2 separate regions of the Zea mays genome follow, and region 2 is linked to region 1. A link is a contact called in public Hi-C data. All regions are on one chromosome and are shown on one strand. The core of a region is the stretch at or near the end of the contact, and the rest is flanking DNA. Distances in the headings are between cores, read along the strand shown.

Evidence for each region. Hi-C and Micro-C count contacts between places; a contact is called where the count stands out from the background.
Region 2: a contact with region 1 is called in a Hi-C map of ear, with 4 times the contacts expected there. The contact joins the promoter of LOC606465 here to the promoter of LOC103645648 in region 1. A contact is called at or near these places in 2 of 25 Hi-C or Micro-C datasets (ear and leaf).

The regions. Positions count from the first base shown.
Region 1 is chr1:289,035,094-289,041,636 of Zm-B73-REFERENCE-NAM-5.0, reverse strand. It overlaps LOC103645648 (coatomer subunit epsilon-1), which reads left to right and starts at 2,487. Exons shown (of 5, transcript XM_020544380.1): 1 at 2,487-2,694; 2 at 2,779-2,834; 3 at 2,910-2,947; 4 at 3,070-3,156; 5 at 3,287-3,308. The coding sequence starts at 2,487. The coding sequence ends at 3,308. It also overlaps the pseudogene LOC103645647.
Region 2 is chr1:289,221,941-289,228,520 of Zm-B73-REFERENCE-NAM-5.0, reverse strand. It overlaps LOC606465 (wound and phytochrome signaling involved receptor like kinase), which reads left to right and starts at 3,609. Exons shown (of 4, transcript NM_001112325.1): 1 at 3,609-5,347; 2 at 5,976-6,104. The coding sequence starts at 3,735. LOC111590573 (a long non-coding RNA gene) reads left to right here. Exons shown (of 2, transcript XR_002749706.2): 2 at 1,666-1,974.

The DNA of each region.
Region 1 (6,543 bases), core at 1,238-3,737:
TTAGACACCTGCACTTTTTCCTATCTTATTCCCCTAAGAAAATGCACTGCCAAGGAACACACCTACTCTACAACTTTGAGTTCTATTTATATAATACATAAAGGGTCCTTTGCTGACAGTAGTATTTGTTTCTTTCTGGCAGGTCCCTTGACAAGAACATACCAGGTGTGTAAAGCACTCATCAGCTCTATTTAGTTCAATATTTGCAATCTCTGTATATACATTCATGCAACTAAAAGGGCTTGTGTGCAAAATAAAGCTGTGTGTTGTAACATTATGATATCTGCTTCTCACTTTACAGGTCCACCAGCTAGCTGCTCATACGACATTTACTGTTTCGGGAAGGTTCTACTAGAGCTAATCACTGGAAACTTCGGTGCGAGTGGCTCAACCAACGCAGATTCAGAAGAGTGGTTAGCAAGAACATTAGATTACATCAACGCAAATGACAAGGAGGGTGTCTCAGGTATTGTGGATCCCACCCTTGTTGTGGATGATGACCATCTAGAGGAAGTGTGGGCAGTGTCCATCGTCGCGAAGACATGCCTGAATCCAAAGCCCTCTAGGCGTCCACTCGCTCGATACATCTTGAAAGCACTGGAGAACCCACTAAGGGTGGTGCGGGAGCAGGAAGAGTTCCAATCCAGTCCATCTCACCTCAGAAGTACCCCATCCCAGGGCTCTTGGCGTTTTGCCTTCCATGGAAACAAGTACCACAGCTGGGAGGCCATGCCAACGTCGGGGCAAGCACTTGCTCGGAAAAATACAGCGAAGTCTCAGGGGACCGAGGGGAGTGACGAGGACGAAGAGAACTCGTTCTCGTTCAAGAGGGCTTCACGGGACGATTTTCCGGATCCCATAGAGTTTGAAGGAGGTGTTGTTGTGAAGGAGTACCCGCAGACTAGCTAGCGATACTTGATGTGCATCTCTTTGATGTCTCTAGGTGAAAAGCTGTGTATACAGAATAGATAATTTTTCCCCCTCCTTTCTCTTTACTTGTTTATCTCAGTCGATTGAAATGGAATAAATGGCGCACTGCGTGTGCCATCCTTGAAATGCAAGCCAATTTTAGTGGTTGATCCAGCTGTGGACTTTCAGGTTGGGGGGTTCTGAAAGTGAATTGTAGTGGAGAGCAGTTTAAGCCTTAGCCGGGAGGTGGTTCTGGTCGTTGGGTTGAATGGGATCATACTTCTGCAGCTGAAAACTTTTGAGCATGGCCACTGGTGCGTACTGAGTGTGATAGAGCATTCATCTGCAGCTGCAGTTTCATCCGGTGAGCTTGAACACCGAAGACGAAATGGAGGGCACCTCCATGGTCTGTTGTAGCTTCTGTTGAGTTTGAAAACGGACAAAAGAAGCAATCTGAACATTATGGAGATCGGTGACAGCAGACTAGTGCCATGGACGGATGGCACGCAGTTCTGGAGATCGGCGACAGCACTGCCCGCCCCCTCCGCGAGACAGCACCAGTTACGGGAGGTGGAGCTGGACCTCTTGTATAGATAGAATAAAGAAGCACTTCAATCCATACGGGAGAGAGAGAGAGAGAGAGAGAGAGAGAGAGAGAGAGAGAGAGGGCAGCTTATTTCTGACGTAAATCCGCGCGGAATTGGAGTTGGGTTTAACCCGACGCTGGATCAGCTGGTCCAGGACATCGGTGACTCGTTTTGGCTTCAGGCTCTGGTGGGACAGTGAGACTCGAGCCCGAGCGGGGGAAGTTAAGCCTGGCAAACTCAATCTATTACTACTCTATAAGACCCTATTGTAGGCGTGCACAAGTGCACCGTGTTCTGCCCGTCCTCCTCACGCGCAATCTCAGGAATCCCCGCCATCATCGTCCTCCCCACGCGCAATCTCAGGAATCCCCGCCATCATCGGCCCTAGCGCACCTTCCTTCGACAACCTTCCATATGAATCATCCATCGCGTCCGTGCTCCCCCTCGCGCAATCCTACCGCACTCGCTCCCGAAATCGGCCGCCACGACGCCGCACGCCATGGCTCCTGCCCAGCAGCTGCAGCTCCCTCCGCCTCTGGTGGTTTGGCACGCCGCCTCCTCGCCCAGATCCGTCCATGGTCCGCCCCTCCGGCCTCGCCCAGCTCCAAAGCTCCCTCCTGCTCGCGGGCACGCGGCCTCGCCCTTGGGGACAGGCCCTGGGCCGCCGTCTCGGCTCGCGTCCACCTCGTCCAGCGTCACAAGTGGCGCCGCCGCCGGTGCCGGCTACTTCGATCTCCCGCCCGTCGTCGACTCGTCCAGCAGTACCTACGCTCTGAAGCCGATCCCCTCGCCGGTGGCGGCGACGTCCGCTGACCCGTCCCGGGACTCGGCGTGGGAGCCCAAGCGGAAGCGAACTGGCCCGTGCGTCCCCCGCATCAACTCGAACCGAAGGGACGACCGAGCGGAGTCTAGACTCAAGAGCAACCACGACCTCCCGGATCTCTCTCCCACCCAAGCCTCGTCGCCGCCGTCTTCTGCTGCACTGCAGCGATGGCCTCCCCCGACCTGCTCTTCAATCTGTGGAACCTCTTCTACCTGGGCGCCTACCAGGCAGCCATTAACAACATCGACATCCCGGGCCTCGACGCCGACGCCGCCGCTGAGCGCGATGCCATCGTCTTCTGCTCCTACATCGCCCTCGGCTCCTACCAGGTGCGAACACATTGGGCGTCAGGCGCCTCACCGCTAGCTCGCCGCAGTTGGTTCCGGCTATGATAGGTGGGCACGCGCGCATGCCTTTCTGTGTTTGTGCAGCTGGTAATCAGCGAGATCGACTCGTCAGCCGCTACCTCGCTGCAGGCCGTGAAGCTGCTCGCTCTGTACCTCACTGGAGACAAGGTTAGTGCGCTAGATCTGAATTGTCGCCTCTGATCTGGCTTTAATCGCGCTCTGCTGATCTGGATCTGGCTTTAGTTTTTCACCATCTGCAAGAGTGGCTCCCTTCAAGTGCGGTAACAGCTTAGTTTTTCACCATCTGCAGATAATGTAGAATGTGGGGAGCGTACAATAGATGTAATAAACTCTTGCAAAGCTTTGCGAGATGCTTCTCTCTCGAAAACTCTTTTTCGTTTAGCTTCTGCAGCAGCCTGTTGCTTCAGCCCTTCTTTGCGTACAAAATGCATCCAGACTTTATCCTCAACTTGCAACCGAGCCCTCCAAGGTAAAAGCATAAGCTAATTTTTTAGTGAATCATTTTTTATTGAAAAATTGTAGATCATTGTTTTCCATTTCAATTTTTTATCCATTATGTCAAATGCGGTCATGTATTATTTCATGTTGTTTGTGTTCAGGAATGGTTTAGTCTATACATGATTCTGACTAAATGTAACAGAAAATCTTTTTACTGATTAATCAGATAATTGATTTAGTGATGAAAGTCTGGATGGTCGCTGTCTGAATTATATTTCCTCCCAGAAAAAAACACGACACCAGTAGTGCTTTTCCTTTTCTCAAGATCACCTGCATGGTCGCTGTCTGAATATCCCAACAATTCGGAGTTGTCCCCTTTTACATACCTACAGCCGTATTGTGTTGTACCAGCCACATATCTTACAATTCTTTTAATGGCAGTCCAGTGTTCAGAATTTGGTGTCTCCATAAACCTGCTCACCATTCCCACAAAATATGCTAGGTTAGGTCTGGTGTTTACAAGATATCTCAGACTCCCAACTATACTTTTGTACTTGGTAGCAGCTAACACCTTGTCAGGTTTTCCAGGTATTAACTTGCATTGTTGCTCCATTGGAATGTCAACTGGATTACACCCTTTCATCCCACAGACTTCAATGATTTTATCAGCATATGCGCTTTGACAAATAGTGATTTCACCAGGCTTTTGTGTAACTTCTATACCAAGGTAATAAATCAGCAGTCCAAGGTCACTCATACTGAACCTTCCTTTCATTTGCTGTTTGAACACCTCTATCTACTTGTTATCTGGCCCACAAATAATGAGATCGTCCACATATACACCTATGAGTAACCGAGACGCATTCTTTCCTTTTTTATAGACAGCATGTTCTTTTGGGCTTCTTTTAAAACCCAAACTTACTAGCTCCTTGTCAAGTCTGGCATTCCAGGCTCTGGGAGCCTGTTTGAGTCCATATAATGCCTTGTTCAGCTTCAAGAATCAAGACCCTTTCTGCACAGGTTGGATCAATGAAACCAGGTGGTTGTTTAACATAGACTTCTTCACAAAGTTCTCCATTTAAGAATGCAGATTTCACATCCATGTGATGCACCTCCCACTCCCTTTGTGCAGCTAGAGCCAGTAAAATTCTTACTGTCTCCAACCTTGCCACAGGAGGAAAAACTTCATCATAGTCTATCCCTTGGACTTGAGCATACCCCTTTGCAACCAGCCTAGCCTTATGTTTCACAATTCTCCCTGATGGATCTTTCTTTACCTTGAATACCCACTTCAGTCCTATTGCCTTTTGACCCTTTGGCAGATCAGCAGCCACCCAGGTTCCATTTTGATGAATGGACTCCATTTATTCCTCCATGGCCTTTCTCCAGCATGCCTCTTCTAGAGCTTGTTCTATGTTCATTGGCTCATCAGCTGCTAACATGCACACCCCACTATATTCAAAATCAAGTACTTCATTTGCTGAGTCATACAAATCTGCAATTGTTTTGTATCTCTTTGGTACCCCTGCTGAAAACTGAGGACTCTGCTCAGGAGGAGATACCCAACCTGTAGCTGTACTTGACCCCTGACTTTGAGGTGAATTTGGAGCATGAGAGGGTCCTGCTTCACTATTATGCGTAGCTGAGAGTTCTCCCTCTGGTGAACCCCCATCTGCCGCTTCACTATACCCCCTCTTTACACTCACTGTGAAGTACATCAACCCTTTGCATCTATGCTTATTTGCTTTGCTATTAGGATTGGATGCGCTTCAGTGTTGCCTTCTGGCACACGTTCTGTGGTACTAGCGCTGATCCTTTCGGTGCTCCTACAATGACTTGGCCTTGGGAGGATGGCACAAATTCGTTGGCCATGGCTAAGAGAAGAAGTATGATGATCGCCTAACCTACCTTTGTGCTTTAGTCCTAGCCTTCTGGGTTATGTTTTGGTCTGTTTGTTGGAAGAACTAACTTCTGTTTCAACTGACATTTCAGTGAGAGCTCACTTTGAGTTCATGGAGAAGTTGGGAGTCAACAAATGGTGCTTCCATGACAGGGATATTGCCCCGGATGGGAAGACACTTGAAGTATGTCCATCAGTTGTGTTGTATACTTCTGTTAATGCATGAACTCATAAGTATAATTGGCTTGGTCTGTTATTGCTATCGCAGAAGCAATTTTCAGTATTCAACCTTACAATTGGTTCGATAGCTGTGTCCTTCAGTTATGTTTCATGTGTGCTAACAGTTAATAAATGAAGCCAGTAAAGTGGCTTGGTGGAGTTATCTACGATACTGTTTTAAGAGCAACCTTAGAAATTACATATGGTTCTGGTTGTTATGGGTCGATTTGTTATTGGATGCTACTAATTATCTATTGGACTATGTATTGAGCATACAATTATGATTCCTGATGTGTTCCAGCTATCTTATGCTCACATAAAAGGATTCATTTTGATTTTATTTCATTCACACCCATCTGACTATAGGAAAAACTCATCTGTAAATGAAGCAGCAAACATTTCATCTCCTGTTAGATACTTTTTAAGATGAAGTGTTGCAACAACTGACGACTTTAGTTCAGTAACATTACTCTTAGAAGTTTCCTAAGACTTATTCTCACACTGCAGGAAACAAATTCTAACTTGGATGAGATAGTCCAGCTGGCAAAGCAGCTGCAGGTTAGTTTAACCTTTAAATTGCTGGCACTTAGCTGTACCCCACCATTTTGCATTACCCTGTTTGCTTTTTTTTTTAATTCCATTTAGGGTGAGACCAATATAAAGCCATTGTGGGGTACCGCACAGCTCTTTATGCATCCACGTTACATGCATGGCGCTGCTACGAGGTTGGTATCTTGTTGGATTGTTGGTTTTGTGTGTTCTAAACAAAGTTATGAACTCGGAGTATGACTAGAGATGAATATTAATCACTCTTCATTAATGTTGCAGCCCAGAGGTTAAAGTATATGCTTATGCGGCAGCACAAGTTAAGAAAGCTTTGGAGGTGGGTTATCTGTGATCACCATGATCAATCTTCCTTCATTTCGCCCAATTTTTTATTTGACCTTATCTCCTTGCAGGTCACTCACTACCTAGGTGGTGAAAACTATGTGTTCTGGGGTGGAAGAGAGGGTTACCAAACTCTTCTGAATACTGATATGAAGAGAGAACTTGACCATCTGGTATGAATGGGGTTTATTTGCCGATTCTGTCTTAGCTTTACTTTGTGGCCAAATTATCTGATTGTTTGCTGGATTTGTCCAGGCTAATTTTCTTCAAGCTGCTGTTGACTACAAGAAGAAGATTGGATTCAACGGTAATTCAGTCCCGTTTCTTTATGATTACCCGTTCCAATGTCCATAACTTTGACATAGTGCATTGTCTTTACTATGCCAATTTGGTGACAGAACTAAAATTTTA
Region 2 (6,580 bases), core at 2,360-4,859, 190 kb before region 1:
CTAGAGGGGGGGTGAATAGGTGATCCTGTAAAATCAAAGATTAAATAGCCACAAACTTGATTATTAAGATGTTAGTAAAATCAAGTGGCTATGGAACACGCTCGTGCGGACAAAACGATCACAAGAAGCAACACACGAGACACGTGATTTTTATCCCGTGGTTCAGCCAAGTAACACTTGCCTACTTCCACGTTGTGGCGTCCCAATGGACGAGTGTTGCACTCAAACCCTTTCAAGCGATCCAATGATCAACTTGAATACCACAGCTTTCTTTCTTATAGTTTTTCTTCCGTTTGCGAGGAATCTCCACAGATTGGAGCCTCTCGCCCTTACAAGTTTGTCACAAGAGAAGCACAATAGTAAGAGAGGAAGAGCAACACACACAAGACTTAAATTCGCAGCACACACACGCACGCAAGCCAAGACTTGAGCTCAAAAACACCGCACAGGGAGTACGCAACTCAAATGGAACTCAAATCACTAACACATCGATCAAATGCGTGGAGGCGGAGTCTGGGAGTCTTAGAATATTTCTTGTAAGCTTGGTAAAGTGCTCCATGCGTCTAGGGGTCCCTTTTATAGCCCCAAGGCAGCTAGGAGCCGTTGGAGGCCAACTTGGAAGGCCAATCTTGCCTTCTGTTCGGTGGTGCACCGGACAACCACTGTTCATGTCTGGTGCGCGATCTCCTTCCATATCGGGCGCAGCCGACCATTGCTCCTCGGGGCTGGTTGGCGCACCGGACACTGTTCGGTGCACACCGGACAGTCCGGTGCACCCAGCCGACCGTTGGAGCTAGCCACGTGTCGCGCGTTGATTGCGCGGACGACCGTTGGCCGCTGGCGCAGTTGGCTCACCGGACAGTCCGGTGAATTATAGCCACGTCGCCTTTTCCTTTTCCCGAGAGCGACGAGTTCGTCGCGGATGACTCACTGGACAGTCCGGTGAATTTTAGCCGTACACCTCTGTCGTTTCTCGAGAGCAGTCGGTTCACCGTCGGCTAGCCTGGCGCACCGGACACTGTCCGGTGCAGCACCGGACAGTCCGGTGTGCCAGGCCCGAGCTGATGTTGGCTGCTCACAGCCAATCCTTTTCCAAATTCGTTTCTCTTTTCTCTGCAGTGTTTCTAGCACTTGGACAAACATGTTAGTACTTTAAAAACAATTCACTAAGTCTAGAAACGTACCTTGTCTTTGATTTGCACTTCTTGCTCACTTAGCACATACAAGTTCAAAACATTTGTATTGGGCATCTAATCACCAAAACAATTATAGAAATGGCCCAATGACACATTTCCCTTTCAGCAGCGCGCGTGGTCGGCCGCGATGACGCCCTCGACACCGGCCACGACGCCGCCCTCGACGCCGGCCACAACGCTGCCCTCGGCGACGACCTTGACGCTGCCCGCGGGGTGCCCTAGACGCCGGCCACGGGCCTCCCTTGACACCACCACAAACATTTGTGCACTCGACGCCGCCCGCGGGCTGCAGTCTGCTCCATTACTGTTGATGTGTACTGCTTGTTGCTAGGACATACTGCATGATGTCTTGTTATGCACTTGATTGACTGTTGGTGCATAGCTGTTGTTGTTTGATACTACTTGCATACTAATTCATGTTGTATATGTATTTATTTATCGAAAACTGACTTTTTTTATGCATTAACAGGATGAAGATGGACTAGAATTTTCTAAAAATAATGAAGATGTAGCAAGTGGCTCCTCTCCATGAGCAATGTGTCTTATGTTTGTTGAGAGATGTGAGCAAATGAGAATTGGTTGTAATAGTCTATGCGTGCTAAGTGATCTTGATGTGAACAAGTGATTATGAATATGTGTTCTAAACTTTATATTGTGTCATGTGTGCTAGTAGACTTATATGGCTTCTTATGTTAGCCAAGAGCCCAAGACTTATGTGCTACATTAATCTATGTGTGCTCTGGATTTACATGGCTTTTATCTATGCTTAATTAAGACTTGTGTTTGCAATTTTTATTTGTTGTTAAGTTTTGAAATATGGTTTCATTGTGTGATTTTACCGAACAAAAATACTGGTTCCCGTCCGATTTCGATGTTTACCCAACCGGATCGTATCGTTTTTCGATTCCCGTATTTATCCCGTTCGTTTTCGTTACCGAAATATCCTGTTTTCGCTTTCGTCCCGCAAGTTAAATATGAAAAATGAAAACAGTAGAGGTATTTTTCCGACCGTTCCTGACCGTTTTCATCCCTACCTGGCACCCTCCATTGGTGTCCTTTCTCTATCTCTGTATGCATGGTGGAATTGAGAAGGACTAGATAAGATTAAATACCTCCCTATTCAATTTTGAATCACCCTTAATCTTCTTCAATCCACCTACAACCGAAAAGGGGCTTAACATTTGGTGCAAAACTAAATGTTGATTTGGTGCCCTTCCACTTCATCAATATATTTGCCGTCTCTATTCTAAAGAAAGGAAAGAAGGAAAAGAAAAGGTAGTGATCCTAACACCACACGTCCACACATGATGCACGTTGTACTGTACCCGCACGGCGCTGTTCATTTGTGCCCTGTTGCACAGGAAACCGACGGCCACGTAACTTTCCGTTTCCTTTGCTTTCCGAGATGCGAAAACGACAGCCACCGAACATATAGTGGGGGTAGAGATGGCAATGGGTAAAAACCCGCTGGGTATTACTTGCCCAAACACATACCCGCGAAGAAAAAATACGCCCGCTAAAAAACCCATACCCATGACGGGTATAAAATTTTGCCCAAATCCATACCCATGCGGGTTTCGGGTACCCAACGGGTTTCCCATACCCAATAACATCAACATAAAAAATAATTCATCATGTAAATGACAATCAATACATTAATAAGCTAGCATAAAAGAAACAAGTGATAACTAATTTTAGCCTAAAATTTGTTACATGAAGTTTATTTTAATTAGAACATATTCAATTAATAATATTATGAGACATATTTATAAGGAAGGTTGATTTTAAGGCGGGTTTTAAAAACCCATGGGTTTGCGGGTATGGGTAGTGGAAGAACAAACCCATGCCCACGTACCCGTTGGGTTTCCATTTGAACCCATTAACAAACCCATGGGTAAAGAAATTGACCCAAACCTATACCCTAATAGAGCAAAAACCCACCGGGTTTCGGGTAGCGGGTACCCATTGCCATCTCTAAGTGGGGGTGATGTGAGAACATTCCATACACGCACGGCACGGGCTATCCAGTCGCGCCCTCCGACCCACATGTCAGCGGCACGAACCCATGGTACAGTAATAACACAGTACTACATCTTTACACAAAGCACTAGCCTTCGCGTTTGGGTCAGAGTCAGACTCCACTCGAGTCGGAGTCGCCACTGCCGCGCGGGGCCCGACACGCCACGGGATCGCAAGTGAGCGACGGCTCCACGCATCTGCATCCGCCGCTAGCGCTGCGCGAGTGCGGGGCCTTCCTCCACTCCCACTCGTCTCGCAGACTCGCACCCGCGTTCCCCGTGGTCAACTCGCTGCCTCCAGCGACGACCGCGAGGGGGGGCCGAAATAGGCAGGCAGGCAGCGGCAGGCCACCCAAAAAGCGACCACCCTGCGCGCACCACCTCGGCTGCCATTGCCATTGGCCATTGCCATAGCCATGGCCACGCCATGACGCCCCGCCCAGCTGCACGCGCTCACACCCCCACCGCTCCACTCCGCTCCGCCTAACTCTCACCCTCACCCGCCACCGCTCGCCTCCCCATGCTTCCGCGCTGCTGCCGCCGCCGCTCGGGTGCCTCCTGCCTCGCCGTGCTCCTCCTCCTGCTGCTGCACGCGGGCGCGGCGTCCGCGCAGGGCGCGCTTGCGCGGCAGGACGTCGCGGCGCTCCACGGCCTGCGCGCGTCGCTTGGCGTGCGCGCCAGCGACTGGCCCGACAGGGCCGACCCCTGCACCTTCTGGTCGGGCGTCGTCTGCCGCGCCGGCCGCGTCGCGGAGCTCCGCCTCTCCGGGCTCCGCCGCACCCGCGCGGGCGCCCGGAGCGCGGCCTTCGCCGTCGACCAACTCCCGCGGCTCGCAGCGCTCCAGGCGTTCAACGCCTCCGGGTTCCCGCTCCCCGGCCGGATCCCGTCCTGGTTCGGCCGCGGCCTGCCGCCGTCGCTCGCCGTCGTTGACCTCCGCTCCGCACGCGTCAATGGCGAGCTCCCGGTCGATCTCGGCATGTCCGGGAACCTCACCACCCTTGTTCTCTCCGGTAACAACCTGTCCGGCCCTATCCCGCTGTCGCTCCTCTCAATCGCTGGTCTCCGCGTTCTCGACCTCTCCGCCAACAATCTCACCGGCCCGCTGCCGAACGTGTCGTTCTCTGGCAGTGGTGGAGCTGGAGTCTTGTTCAACGCCTCTGGTAATGCCTTGTACGGCGCCGTCGGCGATGCCACTGGCTCCCTCAGGAAGAGGTTCTGGGTTGTTGATGTCTCTGACAATTACTTCGATCAGGTGCTTGGAACTGGGTTTCAGAATGGAACCGATGGTGTAGTGGATCTCAGGATGAACTGTTTGTCTGGTGCAGCAAGCCAGCGTACCCGCGGGGATTGTGAGGCTTTCTACACGAGGAACGGGGTGAGGCTTGCGTTGGACCCCAAGCCACCATCGCCATTGCCAGAGCCACAGCCACCACAGGTGCTGATGCCGTCAACGAAAAAGAGAGGGGGCAAATGGAAGTTTGTATTGACCGGGGTCCTTGGTGGTGCTGCAATTCTGGTAACACTTGGCCTTAGCGTTCTGGTATTTTGCTTGTTGAGAAGAAAAGGAAGGAAACCGAGAGGGAGAGGAGTGGAGCAGACTGAAGAGGGCATTCGGTCTGGGCGGAGAAGTAGTAGTGTGAATCCCGTCACAATGTCACCCATGGCATCCCCCAGAGCCAGTGGTTCACCAAAGGGCGTTCCTATTATCACAGATGAATTCACCTATGAGCAGTTGCACCATGCTGCAGGGGGCTTTGGGGATGATAACCTCGTCAAGCATGGGCACTCCGGTGACATGTACTATGGTGTCCTGGAGAGTGGCTTTCAAGTTGTCATAAAAAAGATTGATCTGAAGACCAGGAAGAAGTGCCAGGGCGAATTGAGCTTCCTTACAAAGCATACCCATGGGAGGATCGTTCCATTGCTGGGCCATTTGGCTAAGGATGAAGAGGAATTGCTTGTCTATAAGTACATGGCAAAAGGTGACCTCACAACCGCACTGCACAAGAAGTCAGTGGAAGTTGAACAGGGGTTGCGCTCATTGGATTGGATAACGAGGCTCAAGATTGCAATAGGTGTGGCTGAGGCCTTGTGCTTCCTTCATGACGAATGCAATCCTCCGTTGGTCCACAGGTATGCTAAGAAATCTTCTCTTGTTTAATCATTTGCTAATGTATTCCATGAGCTGTTAGTTGATGGTGGTAGTTTCGAAAAATAAATTGTTGCATAAAGTATATGGCTACTTTCAAAATTAACATGATGGAACAGATAGTGGAAATTGCACGTAGCTAAGCTCAAAAGATTCTTGCTATTTATTAAATAATTAAATTCAACAAGAGGTGACAAGTGGGATAGTGACAGAAGGTACTTGTACATTTGAAATAATTAGTAGTTGCACATTTTGGTGGGGGTTCCTCTACATGGTCCCCTGTGGTCCTGCATCAATTTGCACACTATGTATATCCAAGAAGCATAGCTTAAAGGAAAATAGCATGTGCAGGTTTCCATAGAACCTTCATTTACATCATTACATGTGAGGACATCAAATCTCGAAGTTGAAATTAAACAAACCTTGATGCATTTAAGCTTAGATCCATTGGTTCCATGTCAACAATTAATCCTAACATATTTTGGCAATGAAATAGATTGATTGTTTTGTGAAAGTATCATTTCTGTCATGGCACTGAAGTTCTTTTGATATCTTGATAACTGTTAGTGCATGTATTATTATTTCCTACTTATGTCTTCATTGTAAATGTAGAGATATCCAAGCCAGCAGTGTGCTTCTTGAGGACAAATTTGAAGTGTGCCTTGGGAGTCTGAGTGAAATATGCACTCAACAAAGTGCAGGAAGCCAAAGTTTCTTCTCTCGGATTCTAAGATCATCGAAGTGAGATTTCTAAACCATCCTCAATGCTTTTTTTTGGCTTGAGATCTGCATGGGTCTAGAACCACTCCTGCCCCCAGAACTGGTTTAATGAACATGCTCCTTTTAAAAGGAAAAAAACCCTAGTACGGCTGATCACCTAAATGGTATTAACCTGGCAACTGCATTAGTGCGTTACAAAAAAGGCAGGCCAAGTAATTTTGGGTCAATGCAAAAACAGGCCACAACTACAAGGCTATAGTGCTATCAGGTGCATGGAATTGGAGCATGGAGACCACGACTGCATTTTCTAACAAGAATCCAGTGTGGCTACAAGTTCCTCCCACCAAAAATTTAGCTTAATTCTTATCTGGAGAAACCTCATAAGCAGTTTTTTAATATCACACTTGGAAACTACAATATTGTGTCCCTTAACCACATTGCTAAGGCATCTGTGAAAATTATGAGAGTTCATGGTAGGATAATGTACTGATACTTCA